2 separate regions of the Mus musculus genome follow, and region 1 is linked to region 2. Evidence: chromatin contacts called from public HiChIP or PLAC-seq data. All regions are on one chromosome and are shown on one strand. The core of a region is the stretch at or near the end of the contact, and the rest is flanking DNA. Distances in the headings are between cores, read along the strand shown. Region 1 holds the start of A430018G15Rik (RIKEN cDNA A430018G15 gene). Region 2 overlaps Neb (nebulin).

The links. HiChIP or PLAC-seq counts read pairs in DNA pulled down with a chosen protein or histone mark.
Region 1: an H3K4me3 HiChIP or PLAC-seq map of the SCID.adh cell line shows a contact between it and region 2, with 8 read pairs. The contact joins the promoter of A430018G15Rik here to the enhancer-like site in region 2. A contact is called at or near these places in 1 of 39 promoter capture datasets (cranial neural crest), 4 of 484 Hi-C or Micro-C datasets (the C2C12 cell line, the G1E-ER4 cell line, group 2 innate lymphoid cells and 1 more), 5 of 115 datasets of contacts at active chromatin or transcription factors (the SCID.adh cell line, embryonic forebrain, forebrain and 2 more) and 2 of 9 other capture datasets (adipose tissue and liver).

Annotation. Positions count from the first base shown.
Region 1 is chr2:52,423,413-52,429,802 of GRCm38.p6, forward strand. It overlaps A430018G15Rik (RIKEN cDNA A430018G15 gene), which reads left to right and starts at 1,600. Exons shown (of 3, transcript NR_165461.1): 1 at 1,600-1,743. Arl5a (ADP-ribosylation factor-like 5A) reads right to left here and starts at 1,462. Exons shown (of 6, transcript NM_182994.2): 1 at 1,178-1,462. The coding sequence starts at 1,223. It overlaps Cacnb4 (calcium channel, voltage-dependent, beta 4 subunit), which reads right to left. Exons shown (of 14, transcript NM_001037099.2): 14 at 4,908-6,390.
Region 2 is chr2:52,246,298-52,252,453 of GRCm38.p6, forward strand. It overlaps Neb (nebulin), which reads right to left. Exons shown (of 157, transcript NM_010889.1): 64 at 5,410-5,517; 65 at 2,906-3,217; 66 at 859-1,062; 67 at 463-567. Among named protein-coding and RNA genes, the nearest start is that of 4930573O16Rik, 42 kb to the right of the region's middle. Within about 2 kb of position 2,319, at least 23 of the 459 cell types and tissues checked have an H3K27ac peak or open chromatin away from gene starts, as enhancers often do. A contact at or near this core is called in the SCID.adh cell line, where this site is marked.

The DNA of each region.
Region 1 (6,390 bases), core at 350-2,849, 180 kb after region 2:
AAATATTCAAAAACTGTAGACCCCACAAATCCCTCCTGTGCTAGGTGAGAGTATCTAAACCCACAGAATTATGAAGCCACTAGAAACCACTACCCCGTCACACGTTCTCTGCTGACCAGACAGAGCTAATGGAAATATCCTCTTTATTGCCTTCCACTTCATTTAGTACCGTTATCTTAGGTATCATTTTTAAAAAAATTATTATTAAAAAAAGCAGAACCCACTAGGGATTACAAGTCCCATAAAACCAGCTCTATCCCAGAGGAGGAGCAAGCCCGGCAACTGCTCCTTCTAAATAGTAGGCGCCACCGTTCATTAAGTTTTAACTGGAAAAAGTGGGGGTGCGACAACGCTACCAGCTTATACAAGAGAAAAACTGTACGTGCTTGACAGATGGAATGAACTGCAAGTAGAGCTTTTTTTAAAAAAAAGCACTATATTTCATTTCAGTAACTATGTAGTTCTGTTAGGACCATATTCTCTCCAGTATCACACACCCATTTTGTAATTTTTTTTTTTAATAAATCCCCTATGCCTTTCCGTGGCAAATGTCTGCATTTAGGCGAACTTAACACAGTAACCTGCTAGTTACCTAATGCTAATGAAGCCTGCCTCCCGAGGCAGGCTTTTAAAAGCTTTCAGCGAAACACTTTAACAAGGGCCAAAAACAAAACAAAACAAAACAAAACCCAAAACCTTCTAATAACCTAAGAAAGAAAACGACCTTAGGCTTGACCTTTACCACTGAGACAAACGGCGCAAAGGAGAGACACTCCATCACTATTCCGCAGCGAGGGTCTCCCCGCCCATCCCCCCCACCCCCACCCCCACCCCCACCCCCCAAAGCGAACCAGACGGATCCAGCACTAGTTCCAGTTTTCCGCATTCTGCAAGCCGTGGGCTCGGTGGCGCCGCTAGGGTCAGGGCCCTCGGTCCTCACTCTAGAACCCCAGCTGTTGCCCGTGCGGCCCAAACACAATTGCGGGCAGGCGACGGGGATGGAAGCAGGCCAGGCAGCGCGCTGGGCCCTCGGCGTGGGGCAGGGCACCTTTTGCGCTCGCGATCAAATCGGAGAAATGGGTGTATGGCGGGAGGAACCTCTCCCCAGCTCCCCGGAGACAAAGGCGACCCTCCTGCCCGACAAGGGCCGGGACCTCCCCGCCCGGCCCAGCCTCACCCTGGTGATTGAACAGCCTCCAGATCCGGGTAAAGAGAATTCCCATCCTCGGGCAGCGGAGCCCTCCAGCCTCCCGGGCTCAGGCTGCGGGGCAGAAGGACGCGCCGGGGCCTCCGCCTCTGCTCCCGCGCCGGCCGCGCGCCCGCTTCCAGGGACCCGCGGGGAGGCCGCAGCCCAGGCCGCCCAGCCACGCGCGAGGCCCCGCCGCTACCGCCGCGGCGCTCGCCTGGCTCGCGGACATCGCCGCCGCGTTGTCTGCTCGAACCTCGCGGGCCACCGTCCTCCCCCAGCTCCTCTCCGGCGGTGGCTCGGGCAGGGGCGGGGCGGAGCGAGGGGACTGCGCAGGCGCCGTGCCCGGAGGCGGAGCGAGGGAGCTGGAGGCGGGGCAAGGGGGCTGGAGGCGGGGCGAGGGGCTGGGAGGCCTCTGCGGCGCGGAGGGTCAGTGGAAGGAAGGCTGCGGCGCTTTAGGCGCGCCAATGTCGGGGATTTGAGGTTGTTTCTAAGTCACAATGCAAATATGTAACCATACTCAACTCCAAAAGTGCCAGGTTTGGACCCCGACGATGGTAAGCTTTAAGTCTCTTTAGAGCCTATTTTCCCTGACAAGCAGCAGAAATCATTGGCCTATTTTTTTTTTTTTTTTTTTTTTTTTTGTCGCTGCGGTTTTTCGTACTTCTACCTTTGCTTCTCAGCGCTCTTCCCTCTCCAATCTCCCTCTGCTCTCAGGCCACTCTTGGCTAGAACACTTTTCCTTAAGTATCTCCCCGGTTTAAAAATCTTAAGGCACAAAAGCCGTCTGAGCTGAGTCCAAAAAGACTGTAGACAAGAAACTCACTGGTCTTCACGATATGATCGTCTTTTTCTCTCATTCAGGAGTCACCATCATGTTAAATAGATGGCCAAATGCTGTCTGTGCTCTTCATTCTGCTGCTTGCCTAAAGTTTAAACAGTTGTGCCTCCTGGTATGCGAGTGTCCAGCTCTGCGCCCCTGCGCACCCCCACCCCCACTCCCCGCAGGATAAGTGGCTGAAAAGTAAAATATAAGTAATCGCTGGCGAACTTGATCCGAACGAAGAGTTCTTGCCTGTGTTTTGTTTTTGTTTACTTTAGTTCCCTTTAGCTAAACAGGTAGACTCTAGATCTCCATATTCCTGATGTAGGAACAGGGTCGATTCCTGAGGTTAACTGACGACTGTGATAGTTTTGACTCAAAGAGAAACTGGGGTTGTCTACTTCTTCCACACACATAAACAAACAAAAAGAGTAGAATCAGCATCATCTCTTTCTATCCTCTTTAAGTTTGTAAAAGGGAGGGAAAAAAAAAAGGCAGAGACGGAAAAATGTGGGAGACTTGTGAAAGGCCCTTTCGAGCTGTTCCCGACCTTATCCTCAACAGCCACATGAAATGAAGCACTATACTCTGCCTGACTCCTAACCATATACTACCGTATAGCTCAATGTATGGGAAAGAGTTCTTCATCTTCTTTGGGGGCTTGCGTTCAAATGCCAGTCTTAGAGGAGGCATACATAAAGGAGAATTAGATCTGGATATACTTAATAGCCAGTGGGCTGTTTAGAAGATCAATGTTCGCATAACCAACTTACATGAGCTCTTTAGTGATTCCATTCCCATCCAGTTTAGGCAGGGCTTTAGCGGCTCTGAGTCATTTTACAAATTCCCACATGTCTTTGGCAACTTATTAATGTATGCCAGACCTACATTTACCCATGAAGTTAGAGATCTGTGTTTTAGAACTCTATTAAGGAAATGGTCTCTTAGGCTATTTTCCAAGTGTCCCTCACAGAAGGGGGGATGGAGTTGACTAGTAGAATCTTGGCTGACTTTAGTAGACAAAATACAAAATTGTTAACTATAGATGTAACTGGGAATCTTTAATGAGGGATATCAAACATTTTGTTCTTCCTTCTGAGACCTTCTAAATATTTTATCCATTTTTAAAGTCATGAGCAAAATGCCATGAAAGACCTCAGCTTCAAGGCAGGAGAGAGTAAAACATGTGCTTTACCATTCTACAGTTAACAAGCAGAATACTGGATACAACACAAGAAACAACTGTTTCCAGATACTGGGAAACAGCCTGTGGAACTAAAGAGAAACAGTGAGCTTTGCCATTGCTCTGTATTTGCCCTCCTTAGCAAAAACAATTCCCAGGCAACTCCAGAGGGAGTGGATAGCCAAATAAGAGGGGGACAGTCTCTTACCATGAAGACACAGCTGTGTGCTTCCGGAGTCAGGGAGGCTAGAATTAGGGAAGCAGTCTTTACCTCCATATGACTCATACAGGGTGAAACCCTAGGTTGTTGACTAGTAATAGTTTCTAGAGAAAAAAAAAATCATACCAGGATTATTGCAAAAGGATCCCCAGATAATTGCCCCAAAGGATCAGGAGTCATTAATGTAAAATGGTCCCTTCAGTCAGTAAAAACACACCTAGGACATCAGTAGATGCTTGGATGTTAAAAAGGTGCTAAGCCCAAGAGTAAGCCGGAACTGAGACCAGTCTTAAAAGCGCCTAAGGACTTTGACCAAGAGAGCAACTGCCAGTTGAAACAAGTTTGATGTTCTACAAAGGAGTATTAAAAAGTAGACATCACTAATAATTTGCAATATTCTAAATCTAATAGAATTGTATTGGTCATGCATAGAAGATGTGATAGCAGATCTGAACACAGGGACATCGAATAACTTATAGTTATTGCTGGAAGACAGTGGTTAGAGTCTATAGTTAAATTACTGTACTGACGTTGTATGCTATAGGAAAAGACAAGAAATTTCTTTCTATAGTCCAATGGAACTGTGCTAAGAACTAGAGAGGTAGCTTCAGGTGTATACCTTGTTAAGGCAACAGCAAGGAACCTTTGTTTTCCTCCTGGGAGTTTCAGATTGCTGGCTGGTTGTTGGGATGGTCTTAGGTCAGACCCCTGCAATAACAGGGTTATTCATACAGCCAATGCCTTGTGCTTACTCAGCGCTTTGCATGTTTCATTCAGGTCATTACTTGGCTGGACAGTATCTGATGCATGTATTTTTAAAAAAAAATTTACTCCAGAGGAGAAAAGTGACAATGAGCTTTTGGTTTTCTTAGTCGCAGTTGGTTCTGTTAACTTATACTCTGCCTGCCTTTTCAGGGAGCTCAAATGAATTCAACGTGATAAAGTCTGTGGCTATAATACATCACTGTGTAATTCTAATTCCACAGATATCTTACATATTTCCCTTGAACTTCTTGTATACCACTGTGAGAGAGAAGTCCAATTCCAATCCTGTTATAGTACATAAGCAACCAACTCTGGGGTGTGTGAGAAAGGCTCAGTCATTATCTAAATACCAAGCATATAATTCCAAACCTATCATTCTGGAAACTTTTGGCAACTGCTACATTCACCATTTAAGGGTGTCTTCAGAACATTAAGGTTTATCTAGTATATTTTCTACATTCAGCCTTATTTCACACATTTATTTTAGTATAATCTATTTCCTATATGTGTGTGCAACTAATGCATTCTTTCCTAATAAAACATTATTTTGAGGGAACCCATAGAATCTAGCAGAATAATCAGGAATCAGTCACTCCATTGAATCTTTTTTTTTTCTTTAAAGAGTAAATATATAAATTTATTTTCCATTAAAAGCTGCAGGAATATTGCTTATGATTTACGGCATTTGGAAATTTCTGTATATTTCCAGAATATAAATGAAAGGTAGAATGCTAGTTTCTGTGTTTTTTTTTTCATTTATTATATAAAAGAAAAAATTAATGCAGTTTTTGTACACATTTAAATTCCATAAAACAACCCATAGAAATTAGGATACTGTATTCATGCACTCTGCATTTTTTGTTGTTGTTGTTGTTAAATGTCTTTGTTCACAAAAATAACACCACATTTTTTTTCTTTAAAGCCACTAAGCGGAGGGAGAACAAAGCATGCAGTACATTTGCATAGTGTATTTTCCCCAGCATGCCTTGTAGAACGCTACGCATATCTATGTAACAAAAATGAAAGGGTCAAATTATTGAAATAAATAAGCAAAGGAAAATAAGTTATTTGACAAAGGCATTTCCCCCACCACATCAGCAGAGACACAGGAATAGCCTGGGATATCAACAGCCCTCAGAATGGGGGTATCTTTTAATATCATTTTGCCATAGTTATTTTTAGTATGTGTCCTATTAATAACATTATTTTTAATCCCTCCCACCTCTTAAAAATACAGCTAATAGCTTTAATTTATGCTTCAAATAGTATCAAGTACAAAACAAAACAAAACAAAAATAATCCCTACTTAATATTTTTCCATGGGGACATTTTACTGATCTCTAACTTGAGGCTGGGAAAAACATAAACTTTCGAACATCCAAAGGCCAGAGGAGCCCTGCGAGCTCACCAGCTGTGCCATCTGTTACCAAAGGAGAAGAAACAGGAACAGAAAATAGAATAATATAGTATGAGTCGTAACACAAAATAAAGTTCATATGTTTTATGTAAAGGAATAAAATAAGTAAATTACACTCACAGATTGCAAGGCTATGAAATAAATTGCTGGAAAATATCAAGCAGCAGAATTACAAATATGAGAGATGAAATAAATTGGTAAGACAGAGAACCAAATCTACATAAGTCTAAAAAACAGGACTGCCAAATTTAACAGTGGGTTTTGTTGTAAGTTTGTGCTATAACAAATGTGCTTCTTTCTCCTCAATCTATTTTCATTTATTGGCAAAATATATATATATACTATAATTTTGTACTGTACAATATATATTTTTGCTACATTATTTTTCTACTGCTAATGCAGAAGTAACAACATAGATTTATTTTGGCAATAAAATGCTTTCGTTTTAATAACGTTCCAGAAAATATTGTAAGGCATATGAAAAATAGTATGCAACAATATAGCGTTAATGACCCCCACCTGTGTGACACCCCTGTGCGAACAGAACTCACAGCGATTTCCCCGCATCCGGGATGCCCTGTGTGTATGGAATCCACACTGATTTCCATGAAGTGTATGTAGTAGTATGCAGGCAGGGCAAGAAAGGCCCCTGCGTAAACACAGATCGAGCTGTTTGTTGGGAGATTTAAATATTTAAAATATAACCCAAGACTCTTGAAACGCTAACGATCTGCTACTCTTCTCAGTTCTCATTTTAACTCTTTATAACTTTCAAATGAGGAAGAATCAGTGAATT
Region 2 (6,156 bases), core at 1,069-3,568:
AATTTTAGCAGGTTTTTTTAAAGTGATATTTTGACTATAGTTTCTGCTCCTTCATTTTAATTCAAGACCAATGTGTGGAAAAGTTATTCATTAATAAAGACTCCTAGCCAGGACTATGAGACTTAGACAATTAAAATATAGCACTTTAATATAGCTTAACACCTTGAATTCTAGGCAAATGAATATTATTTATTGGTGTAAATAATGAGCCACTATTTTATCTGGCAAACTGACCCTTTAGAAGTGCCAAAAAATGCTCCTTGGTCCATTGGTTCATTTTAGGAATAACTTCAACATCTAAGAAACAACGTGAGTGCACTTTGCTTGCAGAATCTCATGAAATGTAGCATGTGACCCAGAAATGAAACAGGATGGGCCAATGTTCACATGAAAGAGCAATGTTATCACATGTCCGCGTCTCCCACCACCATAGACTCTCCACATGGCTTTGGCAGCCCCTACCTCGCTGTAGTTGATTCTGTTCTGCCTTGCCAGCATAATCTCCGGTGTATCAGGCATTACATGAATTTGAATCTTGTCTTTGTCCCAGGCCTCTGTGTATAATCGCTATAAAAATAAGGTAAAATGTTGAAAGAAAACCATTTAAGATAGGCACTCCAGAAAGTTGAATTAAAACAGGACTATTGTTTGTGCAACTAGGAAATATAAGCTAGACTTGGATATTAGGCATTATCTAGAGGTCTGGGTCTTACTGCTTGTTACCAAGACTCAAACAGGAAACAACAAGACTTACTAGATTTCAAGAACAATTTAAAAGTTAAATATGGCCCTGTCCCTTTGAATCCACTAGCCACTCAAGTGGAAAGGTGCTTAGGAACTCTGAGGTGGCTGCCTCACCTTGTTCATGTTGAGGGCGTTGCTCTTGGCCAGCACCTGCTCCAGAGAATCAGTCACACTGGTGAACTTAAACTTGTTTGGAGGCTGGCGATAGATGTTGTCGCTCAGGATCTCTGCAGCTCTCTTACACTTGACCACATCCAGAGACCCGATGGGAACCCAGCCAATGCCTCTCATCCACTGGAGATCTGACTTGTACACATTCTGGAGAAAGGAAAAGAGGCCAGAGGCTCTTCTTCATCAAGGGCAAAGAGCAGTGCCAAGCCCATTTATGGTAAAGATGCAAAGGGCATCAATAAGAAAATGACATTCTATTGTTTCATAGAAAGCAATCTTAATGTAGTAGGCAGGTGAACAGAAGAACTATGTTCAAAAATGACCCAGAAATGCTTTCCTATTCACAATAAAATATGCCAAATATGTAACCGTAAGGAAAGGAATGCTCCCACTAACATCTGTGGGTCGTGTTAATGGCTTTTATAAATGATGGACACAGGACAGAATGCCAACCCAGAGCGAGAAGAAGCACCACACATGGCCCACAACAAGCTGCCAGGAAATCCTTAGCCACATGAAGCATTCTGTAGCTATCAAAACCTTTACTTTCTAGGGATACTGCCAACATGTAAAGGGGTATTAATACATATTTTAATGAAAACTGGAATGTGAAGCAATGTGGCTTGGAAAACTCTTAAGTGTATGTAGGGTTTTTGGGGGGTTGGGTTGAACCAGATTTTTGCCTTCAGTATACTTTTTTCTTATATTTCAAGTTATTTTTGTAAAAAATGAGTGACTTAAAGTGAGAATGATAATAAGGACGCCTTGGTCCCCGGAAATGTGGATAGCTACCATACCACCCAAGATTGGGGGCATTGCACATGTTACTGGGCTAGGGTCTCTGCCACTTTCCCATCCCATTCTCAGGGTAGGAGGCATATGATAGGTTTGCATAGTCATTCATCTTGCAGTATGTCTCTCAGTTAGTTTTCAGCCATGTTTTTTTCTGTTAAAGGTTTTTACATACCCCATAAGTATTCAAAAATTACTCCCTCAACAATGGTACTGAAACTGCAGTCAGCTAGCTGGGAGAAGGTCAGTGGCCTTGGGAGCAGAATGAGAAAGATAAGTGGGAATTTCACAGACAAAGCCTCTGGCACAGCCCTGCATGGCCTGCTCATTAGGCTTAAGGAGCCACAGCAAGGCTGGCTAGCACAGTACTGCTGTATCTGCAGTGAATGCTTCCTGCAGCACCAAGACCAGCCACGGCAGGAGAAAAGCTGTCCAGGACAGGCACTTGGCAACCAACCTCCAGCAGTCTATCACTGTTGCTCCTGTATGTGGCTAACCCTTGTTCTTCACAAACCACAAAACACAGAGCAGGTGGCTGTACAGCACAGTCATTGACGTATAATTATTGTGGATTTATCTCACTCTCCAAAGCTCTCTAATGCTTTGTAATCGCTTCACACATTTATAAAACACCCAGATCTGAGACAGCCATCAGCTGCCAATAGACGCTCGGTTTGGTCATTAGCATCTGACACCCCACACAAATGGAGCAAATGTCAGCAAAACTGTCCGACAGCTTGCAAATGCAGCAGCTTCAGCATCATCGGGGAGCAGACAGTGTCGTTAACAGTCGTGTGACTAGAACTACAGAGGAAACCAATAGCAAATTCTACAGTAATTGTGTGTGTGGGGTGCCAGGAGATTAGATCCAGGCCTTACACTAGACAAACATTCTACCACCGAGTTACATCGACAACCTTTTGGAATCATTTTTTTTTTAAACTAAAAATTTGCTTTTTCAAAAAAGTTAACTTCCTGAAGAATGTAAAAAAATGTTTTCCTTTTGAGGACTCTTGATTCATATTTTGTTAATTAGAGTTTTGTCTTTATAGAATCAAATGTAGTTAGGGAACAGCATTTCCTTATAAGGATGTCATTTACCAACCAATGAGTTTTAGCTAGAATAGGCCACGGACTGTGTGTTAAGGGCTAACCTTTTCATATAGCTTGGAGGCTCTTTTATAAGCACCATACTCACATCACTCTGGAGATCATAGGCCTGCCGAGCGTGGATGACATCATTCTGGTCAGGCAGGCATGTCCACTCATGGAGAGGATGCTTGTAGTCTATGTCGCTTACAAGGATCTGGCACTTCTTGGCCAGTACCACGCCCAGCATGTCCACTGGGCTGCTATACTTGGTCTTCCACTTCTCAAAGTCCTTCTTGTACTCCCTGTCACTCTGGATCTTGGCCACGTGCATGGACCACATCATCTTGGGGTCATCTTTGATGTTCCGAGCCCCAATATGGTGGCCCAGCTGCTTGCGGTAGCCATCTTTGTATTTGTACTAAAGTGAAAATTCACAAATCAGACTTCTATTATAAACACTTTAATGTAACAGATTTGTACAAAATGATGTTACTTTCATCATAGATTAACTGGTTTTTTTCTGATGAACACCAACTCCAGCCAGCATCCTGGCCTTTACCCTTAAAGCCTATTGATGCGGGGAAGTAGACAGATTTCATACAGCATACATAGATTACCTCAAGTAACCTATGGTCTGGCACTAAGACACAGTCTGGAAAGCAGGAAGCACACACACCTGGGAACATCACTCACAGGAGTCAGAATGAGGCCACTTGAACAGGGGGATCCTGAAGAACTGGACCTTATACACTGAAAGTATGGCAGGAACATTGTGTGTTTATTAATCCCAGAAAGTAGCTTAAAGTGGCTATCTTGTGTAACAAAGGGGATATTCCTCACCAGATTCACATATTCGGTATTAGCAAATTTCTATCATCACCATAAAGACTGGTTATATTGGAAAGTTGCTATAGCAACCCATCTGGTTAAGTGAGCTCTCCAGGTCATTGTGTTCTACGTTCACATAGGTCAACAGTAATAATTATTATTATTATTATTATTATTATTATTATCACAAGTTCAGTGACTTTACTGTGGAACCTAAGCCAGTCCTATCCAATTTAGGCTTCCAATTTTAAAGATAGATAAATCAATGGGAAGAGGTATGACATAGTGGGAAGGAATGAGGAGTTTGTCTAGTTTAAACTTCACCATTTATTAAGGCTGATTTCAGTAAAGCTGTTTGAATAATTCATAAAATGGAGATAATGATAGTATCTACCACTTTGGGTAGAATCTGAAGATAATGCATAGAAAGCTCTTAGTAGAGTTCTTAAAAATATTATTTTAATTATTTATGACTGTTGGCACACATCCTTTTGCTGAGGCAGAGAAGGGGCTGATACACAAAAAACAAGGTGAGCCACTTCTAGTATAAAAAATAGTCCACCACTATATCTGTGAACAGTGACCCTTGATATTTACAGCAGGTAGCCATTCCTCAAGAATCTGGAAGGCACCAGGAGAGCAGGATAGTCTTACCCTGATGGGGCAGGGAAAGGGGGTGCTACACTGTATAGCCAGGGGCTACAGGTAAGGTGTAAGCCTGGGCTAGGAGCTTCTATCTCATACTGGTAAATACTTTCTCTTCATAATCCAACAAGGGTGAGTTGTAACGTCAGGTGTTAAGTGCATCTTTAAATACTATACATTAAAACACCACATAAAGCTAGACCCAGATCCTCAACAGAATGTAGGCTTGGGAGTTTCACTGCAGGTTCTCGTGTGAGCCTGTGATAGCTCTTACATAACTATCCAAGCCTGCAGCTCTGCTCTAGCCTTCTCTCATGCTCTCTTCCTGGGAAGTGATTTTACTTGTTTGTTTATTTTTTTAAAATTTTTTTGCTGAAAACATACAAATTCTTTTCACAAATAGCAACTTTTCCATTCCTTCCAAAGCCAGGTTTCTGAAAATTTTCATACAAAGGTGATAGGTTTTGTTGTTGTTTCTTTTTTTGTTTTTGTTTTTGTTTTGAAAATCACATTGTGTCCTGGCTAGTTTTATGTCAACTCAACCCAACACAAACTAGAGTTATCTGAGAGCAGGGAGCCCGAGTTGACAGACTGCCTCCATAAGACCTAGCTGTAGGGGATTTTCTTAATTAGTGATCAGTTAGGGAGGGCCCAGTCCATTGTAGGTGGGGCCATCCTTGAGTTGGTGGTCCTGAGTTCTTATAAGAAAGCAGGCTGAGCAAGCCATGAGGAGCAAGCCAGTAAGCAACACTCCTCCATGCCTCCACATCTGCTCCTGCCTATAGGTTCCTACTCCGTTTGAATTCTTGTTCTGACTTCTGTTGTTGATAATCAATGATCTGGAAGTGTAAGCTGAATAAACCCTTTCATCTCTAACTTGCTTTTTGGTCATGGAATTTCGTTATAGCAATAGAAATACTAACTAAGACACCCTGAATAAATCTCTGGTTAGTCTAGTATTCACTGCATGGTGGAGGCTGACCTCAAACTTGAGGAAGATTTCTTGCCTCAGTCTCTTAAATGTTTTACAAGGACATACCACCATGTGCAACCTATGGAAAGTACTTTGTAAAGCCTTAACACAATGGAAACGCCACACCATGCTGCTCACAGATGGGAAGAGAGCTCATAGCTTACGTCACTGGCGATGTCTCTGGAGGCCTTGGCTGCCACAATAGGGATGGCATCACTTCGTAAGTCATAGCCTTTTTTCTTTGCTTCTTCATTGGCAAGTTTATACAGACTCTAAATTTGGGCCATTCACCAAAAAAGAAAGCAATCAGTTAGAGGTTGATGTTCATATCTAAAAAACTAATAGAGGGTTTAAACAATTCATAAAACTCTTCATATAGTGCTCAATATGATGTGATTTCTTAGTTCCAAGTCTTCTTCTTAAGCAACAAAGAAAATACCTATGAAGATGATTACATCAGATTATCCTAAACTTTTACAATGAATTAAATAAACAGATATACATGGAAAAAATTTCCAGAGAAATTAAGCTAAAACCTAAGGTGGGAAACATGTAGATGAATTGTTTAAAGAAAGTAATTTACTCTATTTGGCCTGGCTTTGTGCCTGTGACTATGTATGCTGTGTACATAACAGGGATGAAAATGAGGACTCCCTCAGCCTTCGACTTTCTGGGAGAAGTGTTGAGAGACTGGTAACTTAGGAGACCAACTGCTGAGAAGCCAAACCACAAGAGGCAATTTAACCACTAAGTTCAACCACAGAGACAACAATGGTTCAGGATGGTGTGTGTGTGTGTGTGTGTGTGTGTGTGTGTGTGTGTGTGTGTGTGTGTGTGTGTGTGTGTGTGTGTGTGTTTTACTGTGATCTCAGAATAAGGGAAGTTTCCAAACCCAGACACTATTGCAGATG